Linked DNA regions of Zea mays: region 1 is linked to region 2. A link is a contact called in public Hi-C data. All regions are on one chromosome and are shown on one strand. The core of a region is the stretch at or near the end of the contact, and the rest is flanking DNA. Distances in the headings are between cores, read along the strand shown.

Region 1 (4,175 bases), core at 435-2,934, 240 kb after region 2:
CTAGGTGAACATCGAATACCAGTTATCGGGGCTTTCAGTTATGGATGTAATCAGAAGTCACTGCATCAAGTGCTTCTGCCTTTCCTCTAACCATATGCTGCGTGCATTCCATCGCTTTCTCAATCCAAAACAGTTCATGATGGTTTCCTAAGGGGTGTTTGGTTTTCAGGGACTAATTTGTAATCTTTCTATTTTATTCTATTTTAATCCTTAAACTATCAAATACAAAAACTAAACTAGAGTGTTAGTTTTTGTATTTAGCAATTTTGTGACTAAAATGAAATAAAATAGAGAAACTAAGTGACTGTTTGGTTCCTTTATTCTAGGAACTAAAGTGTAGTTATGGGACTCAAGTTTAGTCTCTATCTTGTTTGGTTGTAGGGACTAAAAGTATTCAGAGCACATTAAATGAATCATAAGAAGACCAAAATCTCTCTAGTATTATGTCGCAATTAGCGTAACTGAAATAAATGAGGGGCAAAAAGTGAAATTAATATGCTTTAGTCTCTTTTAGTCATTCCTTGAGGGACTAGAGACTAAAGCAATTTAGTTATTGTTTTAGTCCCCGTCATTTAACAATTTAGAGACTAAATAAGACTAGAATGAAGTGACTAATCTTTAGTCTCAAAAACAAGAGGCCTAAAAATTAGTCCATAAAAACTAAACGCCCTCTAAGGCTATCCAAGAAAAATGTCGTTTTGTGTCATGTTAATCGAATTTTACCCAAAGTGATTGACATTTTGTGCTAGAAATAGAATGCCAATGTGCAACTATGAGACTCTGACATGTTCGGAACACGAGCTTCAGCGCCATTCACACAAATAGTCCCTTACATCCAGTCCACATAAATAGACTGTGGATTACTTTGGAAACCTCAAATCTTCTTCGGGATTGAAGGAGATTAAGGTGAAAATGAACTAGTTTTCACTCCAATCTCCTTCAATCCTGAAGGGGATTTGAGTTTCCAAACTAGTACTGATGGATGGAGCTGGGGGTGGACGGAGGCACTCGCGTGCACACACACGCACTGATGGAGTGATAGTTTTATCTGAATTTGATTCGTATTTACCATTATGACAAGTTAGTGCATATGATGAGTTGGCATAAAAATTTAAACCCATCCACAACATAAAAGTAGATGTGTCAGTCTCAGTCGCAGTCGCAGTGGCAGTAACTGTATTATGATTTTTTAAGCGAAGAACTTGCAGCAGCTATGTCAAAACATCGGAATTCAGTTTTCAGTGAACATATGGTCCTAATCATCACAATACAGAGAGAAACAGAAAACACGAGAATTCGCAATTAAGGTACGCTATACTATTGATATTGATACCGATGTCCCAGCAATGGCAGATACTCCGTACGAAGCTTGGATCAAGCCAAGCCTGTTTGACAACTCAATTCTGCGTTTCTTCCTCTCCATTCGCCAGCAGAAACTTGCAGTTGCATTTTCCCCAATTGAAAGTGGGTTCAGGCTACAAAAAATTTGACTGATGTCAACGTGGAACAGAGACAGTTGCTTCACATTTTTTTTTCCGTATTCACTTCCTCAACCACAGTCCACAGCCAATCCTCAGGCCCCAGCGCAGCCGCCATCTATCGTGCTGCCATCGGCACGCACACGCACAATCATCATCCATTTCTTATCCACCTCATCCCACCACCAGCCACATGTCTCCGGCCACGCGACGCCCTCCAGCCCCACCGCCGTGCGATCTGGCGGTCTCCCGATCCCGTCCGTCCGCTCCCCACCCCCAAAGCCCTCCTCTTCCTCGTCCCCCCAGACCTCACCTCCCTAGTCCCGTCCCGATTCCCGAACAAGAGCGAGGCCGCACTCCCCCACGAGTCCACTCTCCGACCGCACGCTCCGCGACGCGATGGCCGCGCTCCGCCTCGCCTCCTTCACCCTCCGCCCCGCCGCCGCCGCCGCCGCCTCTTCCGGCGCGACTCCATCGGCTCCCCGGTCCGCCTCTTTCTCCAGCGTGGCGCGGGGGCTCCCCTCCCTCCGCCTGGCCCCGCCCCGCCGCCGCCGCGGGGACCTCGCCAGGCCCCGCGCCGCGGCCGAGGCCGCGGCGGAGAGCTACGCGTCCGCGCTGTCGGAGGTGGCCGTCGAGAACGGCACCCTCGAGCAGACGGTCTCCGACCTCGAGAAGCTGGAGAAGATCTTCGCCGACGAGGCCGTCGCCGAGTTCTTCGACAACCCCACCGTCCCGCGCGAGGAGAAGGCCGAGCTCATCGGCGAGATCGCCAAGTCGTCCGAGCTGCAGCCGCACGTCGTCAACTTCCTCAACGTCGTCGTCGACAACTTCCGCGCGTCCATCGTGCCGCAGATCGTCGTCGAGTTCGAGAACGTCTACAACTCGCTCACCGGCACCGAGGTCGCCACCGTCACCTCCGTCGTGCAGCTCGAGTCGCAGGACCTCGCGCAGATCGCGCAGCACGTCCAGAAGATGACCGGCGCCAAGAACGTCCGCCTCAAGACGCAGCTCGACCCGGCGCTCATCGCCGGCTTCACCGTGCAGTACGGCCGCGACGGCTCCAACTTGATCGACATGAGCGTCCGGAAGCAGATCGAGGAGATCGCGTCCGAGTTCGAGTTGCCCGCCGTCCCGCTCGAAGTCTGAGGCCGGCTTGAGGCGTCCATCCTCGCCCTCGAAGCTATAGGTCCTTTTTCTGCTGCCTCTCTCCCTGCTCTGCTATTCATCTGTATCATTCTCTGGTTGTTGAATGTTTTGAGTGAATGGTGAATGCTGCATACCTGGATTTTAGGATTCATATTTGAATGAATGGTGAATACACTGCATACCGGATTCAAGAAATTTGGTTTCAAATAAGGAAAGTGATAGAAATGAGGAGGATGTGACCATAAATTTCACATGAACGGTGTAGGAAGTAGAGAAACTAGTGTCCAGTTCCTATAACTGCAGTGCTCCCTTGGAACGCAACGCAGGAATTTCGAGTTTCACAAGCAAAAACATCCCGCATTCCAAAGAGGGCATTAAACGGTTCGAAATGATGTGATTATTCTTCAGCAGAAAGAAGAATGTACAGAATGCTCACACAAGTAATCCATTCCCATATATCGACCAAAACGCCCAAGATTCTTACTTGGATATTCCATCCAGGCTTGCAATCAAAATTTACAAACTTCCCTAGAGCTGCAGAATTGCCAATTTGTTCGGGAATTAATCTGATCTGGAATGGTTTTCCATCTTTGCAGCTGCTACTGTCTCAAGGAACCAAGCGGGAATGTTGGCCCTGTCCCCTTCAGTCACTCAGACCTGCGGATCAACGGTGGTGGCTCCAAATCTCCGATACATATATGAACGGACCCTATTTTTGTGCGTTTCGGTTGGCGGGAACCTCTGTAGTTCTTTCTCCTTTTTTTTCCTGTGGTTGACAGACACAGACAGACACTGTAATATGTTTTAAAACACTCATCTATATAGCTGAGTGTGCACCTCTTCTCTCAATCGTATATACAAGCTGAGATAGAGTCATGGGATGAGGATGATGTCCACCGGGAAGTAAAGATCATGTCGGCTGAGTGTGCACTAAGGCTAGCTCCAATAAGGCACCCTAAACGGTTCTGTACCCTAAATATAGAGAATCAAATGGTCCTCTACGCCCTCCAGCAACGTCCTCTAAACGGTTCTCTAAATTTAGAGAACGTTGCTGGATTCTCTATATATAGAGTTTCTCTAAACGGTCCTTTATCCATTTGAATACTTTAAATAACCGGTTTAGCAAAACTAAAATATGTACAATACATTTGAGAGTATGACAAATACGTATGTACAAAAATAAAAAATAAAAAATGTCTTTAATATAGATATTTGAGTATAGAGGACGTAATTTAGAGGACGTTGTTGGAGAGGAAGGAGATATAAAGGATGAAATCTTTTAGAGGAGACTGTAAAGGACGGATATAGAGGATGAATATAGAGGACGTTGCTGGAGACAGCCTAACTGCTGAGGCATGCCGCCTCCCCGGTCAATAGCGTTGCTCTTGCAGGTCTTGTTTCGCCCCGCCCTGCCGTGGTCATGGTGTCATCGTTTTGTTGCCGCAACCCTAAGCTGATGACGAAGGCGTGCAGTAAACAAACCAATGATGTGTATCCGATCGCTGCCGAACCAATCACATTGAGATTGACATTCTTTGGCTGCATTAAAGA
Region 2 (4,448 bases), core at 1,002-3,501:
AAATAAATCATCCAGCTGACACACATGAAGGGGGATATGCATAGATGATGTGTGGCAATATTAACGTAATATAACTGAAGATAGTTCAGTTAAGAAGTTTGCCTGCTCATAGCAGACATTAAGGAAAATACCTGTTCTGCCACCATTGTACTGAGTTGTGCATCATTTGTCTGAAAATTTGTAAAAGATAGTCAGACAACAAAAATGTTCACAAAGTGGTTGAAATAGTGAATGTGATGATAAAATCTCAAGAAGATATTGCACTTGCATATGTCCAGATCATTTTCTATATAACACATTATATTTTAGCATGCTTTCTTCTGTGGCTCAAGCCATTTTATGAGATGACCAATCTAATTTAAACATCTTCTGTAAGTATTCTCTAACACCCCATTTGGATGTAGATATAGGAGCTAGAAATAGGGAATTGGAATCAGGTTTCCCTAATTCTGCTGTTTGGATGTCGTGGTATTGAGATTTGGAATTACAATCCTAATTCCATGGTATTAGACTACAACTAGAAGTGGCTTCTCCCAATACAAATGGGTGAGGCTCCGTATTGGGTGAAATTGGGCGCCTTACCCGCCGCCCCAACCCCGTCGCATTCCTTGCTGCCCTGTTCCTCTCCATGCATGTGCCCTGAGCCCCAACCCTGACACCTTCCTCGCCGCCCCAACCCTCTCCACGTGTACATCCAAATGGTACATTTGCCATTGTAAGTCATTTCCAAAACAAGGCTGATTTGGTACTGCATACAGTTCAATTCCAGCACCTCCAATATCTACGTCCAAACGCCTCTAAATATTTTCAACAATAGCCTGAGGCAACCCCAATATGTAGCTAGCTTATAGTCAAGAAAACAAAATACAAAGAAATAGAACAAGCATAAAAGCAGGGTGACTAGATAAACAAAATCCCACCTCAACCAGCTTAGGGCTAAGAAAAGGCATTTTGTTATTTGTTGTTTGTCAATGGAAGACAGGAGATACTTCAATGGTCAATGTGCATTTGATTTTTAGTTGGTGTGGAAACTGAAAAATATTTCAAATTAGCAGGTTGAATTTTGTATGTTTACAGTTCAAACATTGTCCTAAAGTGAAATACAAAAGCAGGTAGACTGACAAAAAAGCAAGCAAACGAAAAGAGGGAAAGGCCCCAATCATGTCATCTCATTGTTTTGTTCAGGTTTATCTCTCCACTAGCCATATTTGTTAATCAAATTTTAAATATAACTTGTATGGAAGGAATGTGAGTTCCAGATAAATAACTGAAAGCGTGAGTATCAAACTATATTAACATAACACTGTAACAGCTTGCTAGCACCTTAGTCTGACACTGCTGAACAGAAACAACCGTATATATCAAAGCTGAAGATAGCTCATCAAGGTTTGAACCAATTGTCTGTGCTTTTAAACTTATCAGTTCCAGCTTTGCATAAAAGATAAATTGTTTAAAAAAATTGTGCAAGACTTCACCATAACCAGAGAGATCTCTGATTCAGCTAAATATTTGAGCTAGCCCAGAATATTGCAGCACATAGTGTCATCTCACATCGCCGATTCGCATGAACATATTGCCTATATTGACTGCAGATAGAATTGAACACAGTCACCCACTCCTAGATGTGGTACTATAAGAAAGCTCATGGCACATAATAACTTAGTCATTAGTCGTAATTTCGCGAATGTGGTCACAATAAGCTGGGAACAAGACTAAGATTCACGTCATGACTAAATTCCAACCATAACAGAACAGCGTATTTGGGTTCGGAACGAAGGACAAAAACTACATGGAGAGGTCCGTGCGACCAGATTGAAAATGAGAATCCGGATTTGCCCAACTCAGATTCCGTTGCAATTAGCGGCAGCGCCGCGAGTAGAATTGTGAGGTATCGGGGTGGATCACGTCACCTGCTGCCGCGCGAGGTAGTCAGATTTAATGGAGGCGATAGAAGAGAGGAGCTCCGGGAGCGGGAGCAGCTTCGCCACCTCGCGCACCGCGGCCTCCTTCGCCTCGATGCCCAGATCCTCCATGGTAGTCAACCTCCGCGGATGCGCAGCAGCAACCTGCGCACCGGCCCCGTGAATCGCCTCCGAATCCGGTGGGGAGGAGGGCGCGGTGGGGACGGGAGACGGAGAGATCGCGAGGAAGGCTGGTGTGATATGGTATGGTATGGTGTGGGCTTCCGTCCTGGTGCTGGTGGTTGAAGCAAGAATTGGGTGTATCCCATTTTAAATATCGGACAGTAACTTAAATCAATACTCTATCTTGAAATATAGAGATTAATCTATAACAAACTTCAGCAATATCCAATTTTTAAAAGTTTTATCAGAGAAATATAAGATATACCATAAAGAGACTCAAACATACTAATATCTTAAATTAGTTTCTACATCATTTACAACATTTTATTTGTTAATAATTGAGAGCACCTAGAGGGGGTGAATAGGTGATCCTGTAACACTTCAAAATCTTAAGCCACAAAACTTGATTAATTGTTAGCACAGTAATTTGCCAAGTGGCTAGAGAGAGAAATTTGCTATTTTGCCACTCTCAATTTTGGCTGCCTGTTATTATGCCATCCCGTGTCTATGATTGGTGGGACCGTCTGTGTCTATGATTTGTGGGTCCGATGGCATATTGGCGAAGCCCACAAATGATAATGGCAAAATTGCCAATGGCTCGGCTAGAGAAGGATCTCAACACAACACAATAACCAAGAGATATCAATCACAGAGATGGCACGGTGGTTATCCCGTGGTTCGGCCAAGACCAACGCTTGCCTACTCCACGTTGTGGCGTCCCAACGGACGAGGGTTGCAATCAACCCCTCTCAAGCGGTCCAAAGACCAACTTGAATACCACGGTGTTGCTTTGCTTTTCTTAATCCCACTTGCGAGGAATCTCCACAGCTTGGAGCCTCTCGCATTTGCAAAAGATGTTCACAAAGAATCACGGAGCAAGGGAGGGATTAGCAACTCACACACGACACAAAGATCACAACGAATACGCACACACAAAACCCAGACTTGAGCTCAAGAGACTAGCACACTAGAACGGAGCTCAAATCACTAGAATGTCGAACAAGTGCGCAAGAATGAAGTGTGAGTGATCAACAATGCTCAAAGGATGCTTGGTGTTCTCCTCCATGCGCCTAGGGGTCCCTTTTATAGCCCCAAGGCAGCTATGAGCCGTTGAGCACAAATCTGGAAAGCCATTATTGCCTTCTGTCATCGGGGGCACCGGACAGTCCGGTGCACACCGGACACTGTCCGGTGCCTGATTTCCTTCCTTAAATAGCGAAGCCGACCGTTGGCAGACTTGGAGCCGTTGGTGCACCGGACATGTCCGGTGCACACCGGACAGTCTGGTGCCATCTTCTAGCCGTTGGCTCAACCACGTGTCTCGCGCAGATTGCGCGGCCGACCGTTGGCTCGGCCGACCGTTGGCTCACCGGACAGTCCGGTGCACACCGGACAGTCCGGTGAATTTTAGCCGTACGTCGCCGGTGAATTCCCGAGAGCGGCCACTTCGCTCGAGCCAGCCTGGCGCACCGAACACTGTCCGGTGCACCACCGGACAGTCCGGTGCTCCCAGACTCAGCAGATTCTTGGCTGCTCGAGCCAAGACATTTCCAATTTGATTTTTCCTGTTTCCAGCACTTAGACACAATACATTAGTCCATAAAACAATGTACTAAGTCTGAGAAACACACCTTTATTCTTGATTTGTACTTTGTCCACCTTTTTTAGACTTAGACACTTGTGTTGGACACTAAATCACCAAAACACTTAGAAATGGCCCAAGGGCACATTTCCCTTTCAATCTCCCCCTTTTTGGTGATTTATGCCAACACAACATAAAGCAAGTAGAACAAGTACAAAAACAATTCAAATAAGACTCAAAATTGTTTTGATTCAATTTGACATATATGGATCACTCTATGCCACCACTTGGTTTGTTTTGCAAATCAAAACTCAAATTCCTATCTCTAAGTCAAAACCACTTGTAGAGACATAAAGAGAGGTTTTCCAAAGAAATTTGATCAAGGATTTCAAAAAACTCCCCCTTTTTCCCATAATCAACACTTCTCCCCACAAGAGGCCAACTTTTGACATAAAAGACAATAAAAGAGTTTTGTCAAACCAAAAGCTCTAATCTACTATTTTCAAAATTTCTCAAGTGGTAGCTAATCCATTTATTGCTTTGGCCTTTATTTTCTCCCCCTTTGGCATCAAGCACCAAAACGGGATCAATCTTGGCCCTTTAACCCCATTGGCTCACCAAAATCTTCAATAAGAATACAAAGGCAATAAGAGTACATGAGATGAACTTGGAATAAGTTACCCTCTCATCGGAGTGCAGTGGAAGTCTTTCATGGTCCAAGTCCACCTGTTCCCTTTCAATCCTTCTTTGAGACTAAAGCATCAAACTCAAGCACATGGTTA

What was found. Hi-C and Micro-C count contacts between places; a contact is called where the count stands out from the background.
Region 1: a contact with region 2 is called in a Hi-C map of leaf, with 5 times the contacts expected there. The contact joins the promoter of LOC103627748 here to the promoter of LOC103628856 in region 2. A contact is called at or near these places in 8 of 25 Hi-C or Micro-C datasets (bundle sheath, ear, leaf and 3 more).

The regions. Positions count from the first base shown.
Region 1 is chr5:216,316,861-216,321,035 of Zm-B73-REFERENCE-NAM-5.0, forward strand. LOC103627748 (ATP synthase delta chain, chloroplastic) reads left to right here and starts at 1,685. Exons shown (of 2, transcript NM_001320850.1): 1 at 1,685-2,664; 2 at 3,221-3,460. The coding sequence starts at 1,878. The coding sequence ends at 2,624. It also overlaps the pseudogene LOC109939881.
Region 2 is chr5:216,080,251-216,084,698 of Zm-B73-REFERENCE-NAM-5.0, forward strand. It overlaps LOC103628856 (exocyst complex component SEC6), which reads right to left and starts at 2,252. Exons shown (of 25, transcript XM_020538694.2): 1 at 1,911-2,252; 2 at 132-170. The coding sequence starts at 2,033.